3 separate regions of the Sus scrofa genome follow, and all the other regions are linked to region 3. The links are chromatin contacts, called in public HiChIP or PLAC-seq and promoter capture Hi-C maps. All regions are on one chromosome and are shown on one strand. Each heading gives the region's core, a stretch centred on a gene start, on an enhancer-like site or on the middle of the called end of the contact. The rest is flanking DNA. Distances are from core to core; before and after follow the strand shown.

Region 1 (3,012 bases), core at 291-2,790, 120 kb before region 3:
GATTCCCAGGCTAGGGGTCTAATCGGAGCTGTACAGTGGCCTACACCAGAGCCACAGCAACATGGGATCCGAGCCGAGTCTGCAACCTACACCACAGCTCACAGCAACGCCGAATCCTTAACCCACTGAGCAAGGCCAGGGACTGAACCCGCAACCTCATGGTTCCTAGTCGGATTTGTTAACCACTGCACCATGACGGAAACTCTGGTACTGAAAGTCTTGACACTGAAAAAGATCACCACAATCTATGTGCCTCTTGCCATACAACCCCCTCTCCCCTTCATTGGTATCCCTAACTTCAATAAAATCCCCCTTGCAGATCTGAGGCCATAAAGTCTGGTAGAAGAAGGCTGGGGCTCTCTTGGCTTCTCAACACATTCACACCTATTTATCTCAATTTTCCAGTGCTTTATGCTTTGGGCCCACAAGGCAGAGATACAGTTTTAATTAGAGGTTTTCACATTGGGCCAAAGAATGTTAGTCATCTCCCTCTCCATATGGACTGAAGAAAAAAAAAATCCCACCTCAACAGAAAAGAAAAACAATCAATTAAAACTATTAAGAGTTTTTCCACGAGGAATTCTGTGAGGATTTGTTGGCTAAAGTTGCCTGGAAGTTAAGACGGACAGACACATACACACAAGGAACACGGAGAAGATGAAGTGCTCAGCATAAAATACCCTAAATTATTCCTATTCTGGGTAAAGGTAAAAATGCCTTCCTTTCTTCAGTCTTTCATGAACCCCCAGAAGATGCTAGAAGTGACTTAAGAAGGCTGGGGACATGGCCGTTGGGAAAGAACTGTTGGTAGCTGGCAATACTTCATTTCAGGGAGGTGGTGGCAACAACTCCCCAGGCAGCAGACAGCAGGGATTTTCCTTCCTTGGGGAACCAGAGGTCCCCTCCGTTTCTGGTCTGGATCCCTTAGAGACAAAGAACTTCATTCTCTCCCATACCAGTGTGGGGCTGCTGGGGAGTGCAGGGGGTGGAGGGGTTAGAATTCTATGCCCAGAAAACACCCACAGGAGCCTGCATCCTGACTCCGGTCCAGGAGGCGTGCGGGGCTGCGGGGGCCGCAGGGCCCCTCTGGCGAGGGCCAGACGGGTTGCCAAGGTGCCCCGGGAAGGGGCCGCCCAGCGCAGGGCGGGTACGTGGAGCGCTCGGTACACTTCCACGGAGGGCGCCTCAGCCTCCCGAAGCCCCCTTCCTTGCTCTCAGCCCCATTCTCTCGCGCTCCTCTCTCCCGGGGAGCCTCCGCAGTCGCCCTTTCTTCCCTCCTCCTGGCCCTCCCCCGGCTCGCCCCTCCCCCGGCAGCCCACCTTCACCCCGCCGCTCCGCCGGCTTCTGGGTCCTCGCCCCTCATCCCCGGCCTCCCCTCGCCGGCCCCCGCGCCCGGCGCCCCCGCGGCCCCCTCCCCGCCCTCCTCGAGGCGGCGGCGGCCCCTTTCACAATAGCGCGGCCCGCCTCCCTCCTCTCGGCTCCCGGTTCGCTCCCGCCCGCGTCCCTCCCAGCGCATGCGCCCTCCTGCCGGCGGCGGCCGCGGCGGCGGCGGCTCGGAGCGGCTCCGTTTTTTTAAAGGGAAACGCTGAGGCGCCGGGGGTGACAGTGGGGGAGGGGGACTCGGAGCCCGGAGACCCCCAGGGGAGGCGACAGACCCCCTCCCGGAGTAGGAGGGCTTTGGGCGGACCCATCCCTCCCACCCCCTCCTGAGGAGGAGAGGGGGGAAAATGGAGGCTCGGGGCGGCTGAGGCGAGCTCCGGGGCGGGGGGCCGGGGCGGGGAAGGGGGGTGTGGGGTGGGGAGACGAGGCGGGCCCGGCCGGGCCAGGGGGGGCCGAAGCGAGCTCCGGGGATGAGCTCGGGGCGGCTGGGTGCGAGCTCCTGCCTCTGAGGCGAAGGCGGCGGCGGCGGCAGCAGAGGCGGCGGCGAGGCCCCCATGGGCCGGCGGCGGGCCTCAGCCGCGGCCTCCACTTCTCCGCACGCCGGCGGGATGGCGCCCGGGCCCCGGAGGAGCCGCGCTAGCCGAGGCCTGCTGCCGCGCTGCTGAGGCGAGCCCGCCAAACTCCCCTCCCCCTCCTCCGTCCTCGACCCCCAGCACCTCGCCCCTTCCCCACCCCCTCCTCCGTCTCGGTCCCCGGCGCTGCTCCGGACCACTATGACCATGAGATCCGCAGTGTTCAAGGCGGCCGCGGCCCCTGCCGGCGGCAACCCTGAGCAGCGACTGGACTACGAGCGGGCTGCGGCGCTGGGCGGGCCCGAGGACGAGCCCGGGGCGGCCGAAGCCCACTTCCTCCCCCGGCACCGTAAGCTCAAGGAGCCGGGGCCCCCGCTGGCCTCCTCCCAGGGCGGGAGCCCCGCGCCCTCCCCGGCCGGCTGCGGCGGCAAGGGCCGGGGCTTGTTACTCCCGGCCGGGGCGGCCCCCGGGCAGCAGGAAGAGAGCTGGGGCGGCTCGGTGCCCTTGCCCTGTCCGCCCCCGGCCACCAAACAAGCTGGCATTGGGGGGGAGCCAGCGGCAGCCGGAGCCGGCTGCAGTCCCCGACCCAAGTATCAGGCGGTGCTGCCCATTCAGACGGGCTCTCTCGTGGCGGCGGCCAAAGAGCCTACGCCCTGGGCTGGGGACAAGGGTGGGGCGGCTCCCCCAGCTGCCACCGCCTCGGACCCGGCGGGACCCCCACCACTACCTCTGCCCGGGCCGCCACCCCTCGCGCCCACCGCCACCGCCGGGACCCTGGCGGCCAGCGAGGGCCGATGGAAGAGTATGAGGAAGAGCCCTCTCGGGGGTGGCGGCGGCTCGGGAGCCTCCAGTCAGGCCGCCTGCCTCAAACAGATCCTTCTGCTGCAATTGGACCTCATCGAACAGCAGCAGCAGCAGCTGCAGGCCAAGGAGAAGGAGATCGAGGAGCTGAAGTCAGAGAGAGACACGGTACGGGAGGGGTTAATCTGCGTTCGGGACGAGGAGCGAGTTGTGCGCATGCTCGGGGGAAGGGGGCTGTAGAAGGTTAAGGTATCCCTGG
Region 2 (2,864 bases), core at 186-2,685, 69 kb after region 3:
CATGGCTTTTAGAAGTTCCTGGGCCAGGGATCAAACCCAAGCCACAACAGTGACAATGCCAGATCCTTAACTCAGAGCCACCAGGGAACTCCCAAGCCCCTGTTTCTTTCTTTCTCTCTTTTATTTTTTTAGGGCTGCAGGTGGGGCACATGGAAATTCCCAGGCTAGGGATCAAATTGGAGCTGCAGCTGCCGGCCTACACCGTAGCCACAGCATCACCAGATCCAAGCCACATCCTCAGCCTATGCTGCAGCTCAAAGAAATGCTGGATCCTTAACCCCCTGAGCGAGATTGAACCCACATCTTCATGGAAACTAGTCAGGTTCTTGTTTACTGAGCCACAGAGGGAACTCCGCTAAGCTTCCCTCTCTGTAAAACAGGACAGTAAAGGTTCCACCTCATAAAGTTGGTGGGGGGGATTAAGGAGAAGATAAATAAGGCACAGTGTTGCCTGGAGTCAGACCCAGTACGTGTTGGCTGCTGCTGCTGTATTGATATTATTATTATTATTTTTATTTTTATTTATTTATTTTTTTTGTCTTTTTGCCATTTCTTGGGCCGGCCGCTCCTGCGGCATATGGAAGTTCTCAGGCTAGGGGTCGAATCGGAGCTGTAGCCACCGGCCTACGCCAGAGCCACAGCAACGCGGGACCCGAGCCGCGTCTGCAACCTACACCACAGCTCACGGCAACGCCGGATTGTTAACCCACTGAGCAAGGGCAGGGACCGAACACGCAACCTCATGGTTCCTAGTCGGATTCGTTAACCACTGCGCCACGACGGGAACTCCTGATATTATTATTATTTTGACCATGCTCGTGGCATGTAGAAGTTCTGGGGCCAGGGATTGAATCCATGCCACAGCAGTGACAACGTGAGATCCTTAACCTGCTGAGTCACCGGGGAACTCCATGCTGTTATTATTTTATTGTTAGGAGTTCTACCATATCACATGGGTGTCCAGAATAATGGGCAGGACTGGGAGACCTGCTTCTACTTAAGATGGCACTGCCGGAGTTCCCATCATGGCTCAGTGATAACAAACCTGACTAGTATCCATGAGGACGTGGGTTCGATCCCAGGCCTCCCTCAGTGGGTTCAGGGTCTGGCGTTTCCTGGAGCTGTGGTGTCTATCACAGCTCAGCTCCCGCATTGCTGTGGCTCTGGCTGTGGCGTAGGCCAGCAGCTATAGCTCTGATTTGAGCCCTAACCCGGGAACTTCCATATGCCATGGGTGCAGCCCTAAAAAGAAAAAAAAAAGATGGCACTGCCTGTGTTCAGGGGTCCAACTGCTATGAACTTTGGGCACCCCCAGTCCCCAGCGCCTCTACTCACATTTAAGAGGGCCTAGGACCTTTTGGTGTGAGGAGGCCCTGGGAGCAGAGCCCATCAGTCCGTGGCCTGGGCAGGCGCGCCCCCGGGTGGCCAAGGCTGGGAGCGCAGCCATGTTCCTCTCTTGGCCAGGGCCGCTGCTCAGCGGGCCTCTTGCTTCCTCAGACCGGCAGGACCTGGAGCAGCCAGACAGGGTGGACATGCTGCAGGAGCCACTGCTTGAGGCACTGAAGGTCTATGTGCGGAAACGGAGGCCCAGCCGCCCACACATGTTCCCCAAGATGCTGATGAAGATCACAGACCTGCGAAGCATCAGTGCTAAGGGTAAGGTCCCCACACCCGGAGGGACATCCCGTGTGTCTGCTGGGGCTGGGCCCCAGCACCTGGCCCAGGCCCAAAGTCTTTGTGCCCATGAGGTGCTCCACTCACCTGGACCCCCCCCCATCCAGGTGACCCCCTACCTATGAGCCTCAAGGTGGCAGTGTCATCTTTGCCTGGTGGTTAAGGGCGGGGCTCTGGAGCCCGACCATGCAGGGGTGTGTCCTTGAGCAGGTCACACGACAGCTCTGAGCCTCAGTGCCCCACCCCAAGGTGTTTCAGAGTTCTGAGAGGTTGGTGGGAGAGTCCAGGGCACACAGCACTTAGGAAAGGCCCCGCATCACACCCGGGCCGTCTGACCCCAGCGCTGAGTTTGGAACCACTTTGCCCTGCTGCCCTTCAGGTGCGGGGGCTTCAGAGAGCTGGTTATGCCAAAGGGCTGAGCCCTGTGTTCAGTGCGGGAGCCTATATTGGTAGTATTGACCTTGCCACCCTCTTCCTGCTCCCTCCTGGGGCTGGAGGAGTGGGGCGGGCACCCTGACCCCTGTCCCTCCTTCCCTGCAGGGGCCGAGCGGGTGATCACGCTGAAGATGGAGATCCCGGGCTCCATGCCACCTCTCATCCAGGAAATGCTGGAGAACTCAGAGGGCCTGGACACTCTGAGCGGACAAGCGGGGGGCGGGGGGCGGGACGGGGGCGGCCTGGCCCCGCCGCCTGGCAGCTGCAGCCCCAGCCTCAGCCCCAGCTCGAACAGAAGCAGCCCGGCCACCCACTCCCCGTGACTGCCCACGCCCCGTGGACTCGGCCCTTGCCCCACGCCCTGGCTTTTCTCTGCCTTTCTACCAACCATGCGACCCCCGCCGGCCCTGCCCCCCACCCGTCCTCCCTTCCCCGGGGGCCGGGAGAGCGGAGGCCGCGATGATTCTTCGGACAGAGGCCCGGGCCTGCGATGGACCGCCCGCCCGCTCCTGCAGCCTGGGCTGACGTCAGGGTCAAGGCCACGAACTGCGTGCGGACCCCTGGGCCCGGGCCTCCGGATGGGGCCTGGGGGCCTCGCGTTCATCAAGACACCCCTCTGCCCACCTCGCCACATCTTCATCACCAGCAAATGCCAGGACCTGGCTCCCCCATCCTCAGAACTCGCAAGCCATTGTCCCCCTGTTGGGGAACCCCCCCCTGCCTTGGTTGGTGACAGAGGGGTGGGCCAGGGGTGG
Region 3 (2,886 bases), core at 66-2,565:
TTAGCCATGCGGACTGGCTAATTCTGAAAGAGCTGGTCGTGATTTCTCTTTGCCACCAACTCCCCTTTGCCCGTGATTTCGGGGAACCCAGGAGACCCCCTGGCCTCGTGTCTTTTCCTAAGGGTTCTCTCCTCCTGTGTGCGTGGTAGATTCTCACACTGAGATGTGAAGAAAAGGTGAAGGCAGAGCATACAGAGCAGGCGTGTATTTTTATGTGGGTGTTGCCTTTTTTTTTTTTTTTTCTTCACTGCTTTTTAAATGGAAATCTTAAGCTGGCTTTCTTGAACTTTGACTTTAGGTGTAAAAATTGAACCCGACAGTCTCTGCTGACTGTAGTCAGCTGACAGAATCACCACTAAGACTTAATGAGCTTAACGTGCACTTTCATCACTAGCAAAGGTCTTGGAATCATTTCCTGTACTGATTCATAATGGGTGTGTGTATGAGTCACTCTCACATAATTTAGATTAAAAAAAAAAAAAAAACCTATGAGGGGGAGGGAAGGGGAGGGGACACAGGCCTCCTTTCATTTTCATCCATACTTGCCAGATTGGCTGAATCCCTGATTATTTGACCCAGCGTTGTTATTAATATGATTAATAAACTATATTTATTGATTTAATTGTTCCTCCTGTGCCTTTGAATATTCAGCCCTCAAATGGAGCTTGCCTAAATGACCCTCGACTTCCTAACCCTGCGGGTATTCTCTGTCCTGTTGGGATGGTATTGCTTGTCTGTGTATGCGTGCACGTACCTGCCAGCGCACATGCGCACAGACATGCAAAAGATGCTGGACAGGTCCTTCCGGTGTGATTTGATTCCTTCCCCCACGATACTGTATATAAATTAGCAGGTGATAAGGACATGAGTCTGCCCACTGTAGTTATTACTGAGATGTAAGTCGCTTATGGTGGTGAATGTGCCTCTTAAATATTTCCTGGCCCAACCCAGCCACAAACTACAACTTACTGCAAGGAAGCTGCCTGCCTCTGACTTCCTATTACGCTGCAGACAGGGGTAAGAGAACTAAAATGTCAACCTCAGGATCCTAACCCCCCCAGAGGATAACTGGGGAGATGCTTCGTTTTTGATGTTAGAGCCTAGTCTGGATCTTTTTTTGTCTTTTTTTTGTTTTGTTTTGTTTTTGTTTTTGTTTAGGGCATATGGAGGTTCCCAGGCTAGGGGTCAAATCAGAGCTACAGCTGCTGGCCTACACCATAGCCACAGCAGTGCCGGAACCGAACTGCGTCTGTGACCTACACCACCATAGGTCACTGCAACACTGGATCCTTAACCCACCGAGCAAGGCCAGGGATGGAACCAGTGTCCTCATGGATGCTAGTCAGATTCGTTTCTGTTGCACCATGACGAGAACCCCAAGGATCATTTTTTACACATGAATCAAATTCCCTCTCCAATCCTGGGTTTAGGGATGTGAGATTTAAAGGACTGTATGTTCTCCAACCGCCAAAAATATTCATGCAAAAGATAGATGTCCACTTGGCAGAAACATTTCCATTTTTTCAGCAAGCATTTATTGCATACTTTATTCTGTGGAAGGCACTAACAATATGAAGATGAAAACGATGTGGTCCTTGCCTCCAAGGAGCTCAGAGTCTAGCAGGAAACTTCATGATAGCCACCAGGAGAAACCTTTGTGGAGCACTAAAAGGCTTTGTGATAATTAGCCAGGGAAGAAGGATGGTGAGAGGCATTCTGGGCATAGCAAACAGCAAAGGCAGAGAATCAAGAAACAGTATGAAGGGATGCTCATCGTGTTAGTGGAGTAGTGGAAAGAGAAAGCATCCAGTAGGTGACCTCTTAGAGACGTTTTGATCTGAACCTTCTGCGAGTCTCTGCCGGCTTCCATAATAGTCATTTACTCTTGTAGGCTTGTCTTGGACCAGTGCTGTATTTCCTGGTGAATGTTTTCAAAGGTTGTGACATGCATGTTAAGCACTCATAGCTTCCCCTGCCCCCTCTGTCCCACTGCACCTGAGGTAGGTAGCTTGTTCACTATCATCCCTTAAAAGCTGGCTGGGCACTTGTTACCATTTCTAGTTATGAAGGACAAGTTTTAGGGGGCCAGGTTATAAAAATAAATAGGAACAGTGAAATTTGCTTTCTAGGTTCTCTTGCCCTATTAAGAGACCAGAAATACCATCTGGTGGAAGAGCTTCCGTTCTGTGATAACACTTTCTCCAGGGCAGCTTATGGTCTTCACTCTTGGAGTTTTCAGCTCCTAGAAAGGCTCCCCCAAACGTGCTCCGTGTCATCTCTCCCCCTCCTCTAGAACCTGCATCTGCCTATTCCTCCTTGAATGTTTAAATGCTCAGGAGCTTGTTCTCCTATCAGGCTTCCTGAGATTGAATTCCAGTTCTTCCACTTACGAGTTGTTTGACCTTCAGCAAGTTTACTCAACCTCTCTATTTCAGTCTCCTCATTTGTAAAATGGAAATTACTCCAACTTCATGGGGTGCCTGTGAGAATTAATGAGGTGAAATAGGTAAAATACTGGAGCTCAGTCCCTGGCATGCACAGAAGCACTCAGTATTGGCTCTTTTCTCCTATATGAACTAACTGCAATTAACTTGGTTGTGTTTTTGGGTTTTTTTGTTTTTTTCCTATTTCTTGGTTTTACTGCTGTCTTTCATTCGATGCTGAAGGATGACAGATAAATGCTTACCATCTTCTAGTATTGGGTTCTGGCTTTTAATGAAAGCTGAGGCTTAGCTACGTTATTAGCTTTGGAAGTTGACCTGTAAATTACCACCCTAATTTATATTTTTCATTAAAAGCTCAGCTTGCTACTTCTTCTATAGAGGTCTTCTCTGCCCTGAAACCCTTGTGTTTAGCTATAAAAAAAAAAATTTAAGAGGCCATAAT

The links. Promoter capture Hi-C pulls out the DNA fragments that hold promoters and counts their contacts. HiChIP or PLAC-seq counts read pairs in DNA pulled down with a chosen protein or histone mark.
Region 1: a promoter capture Hi-C map of liver shows a contact between it and region 3, with 3 times the contacts expected there. The contact joins the promoter of MSL1 here to the promoter of CDC6 in region 3. A contact is called at or near these places in 4 of 5 promoter capture datasets (fetal liver, fetal skeletal muscle, liver and 1 more), 18 of 47 Hi-C or Micro-C datasets (alveolar macrophages, blood, brain and 11 more) and 2 of 2 datasets of contacts at active chromatin or transcription factors (alveolar macrophages and skeletal muscle).
Region 2: an H3K27ac HiChIP or PLAC-seq map of alveolar macrophages shows a contact between it and region 3. The contact joins the enhancer-like site here to the promoter of CDC6 in region 3. A contact is called at or near these places in 1 of 5 promoter capture datasets (fetal skeletal muscle), 25 of 47 Hi-C or Micro-C datasets (adipose tissue, alveolar macrophages, blood and 12 more) and 2 of 2 datasets of contacts at active chromatin or transcription factors (alveolar macrophages and skeletal muscle).

What each region holds. Positions count from the first base shown.
Region 1 is chr12:22,236,085-22,239,096 of Sscrofa11.1, reverse strand. MSL1 (male-specific lethal 1 homolog) reads left to right here and starts at 1,540. Exons shown (of 9, transcript XM_003358056.4): 1 at 1,540-2,921. The coding sequence starts at 2,154.
Region 2 is chr12:22,048,367-22,051,230 of Sscrofa11.1, reverse strand. It overlaps RARA (retinoic acid receptor alpha), which reads left to right. Exons shown (of 9, transcript XM_003131474.6): 8 at 1,498-1,656; 9 at 2,215-2,864. The coding sequence ends at 2,432. Among named protein-coding and RNA genes, the nearest start is that of GJD3, 9.5 kb to the right of the region's middle. Within about 2 kb of position 1,435, at least 4 of the 83 cell types and tissues checked have an H3K27ac peak or open chromatin away from gene starts, as enhancers often do. A contact at or near this core is called in alveolar macrophages, where this site is marked.
Region 3 is chr12:22,116,870-22,119,755 of Sscrofa11.1, reverse strand. It overlaps CDC6 (cell division control protein 6 homolog), which reads left to right and starts at 1,315. Exons shown (of 13, transcript XM_003131471.4): 1 at 1,315-2,886. It also overlaps a transcript of WIPF2 not described here.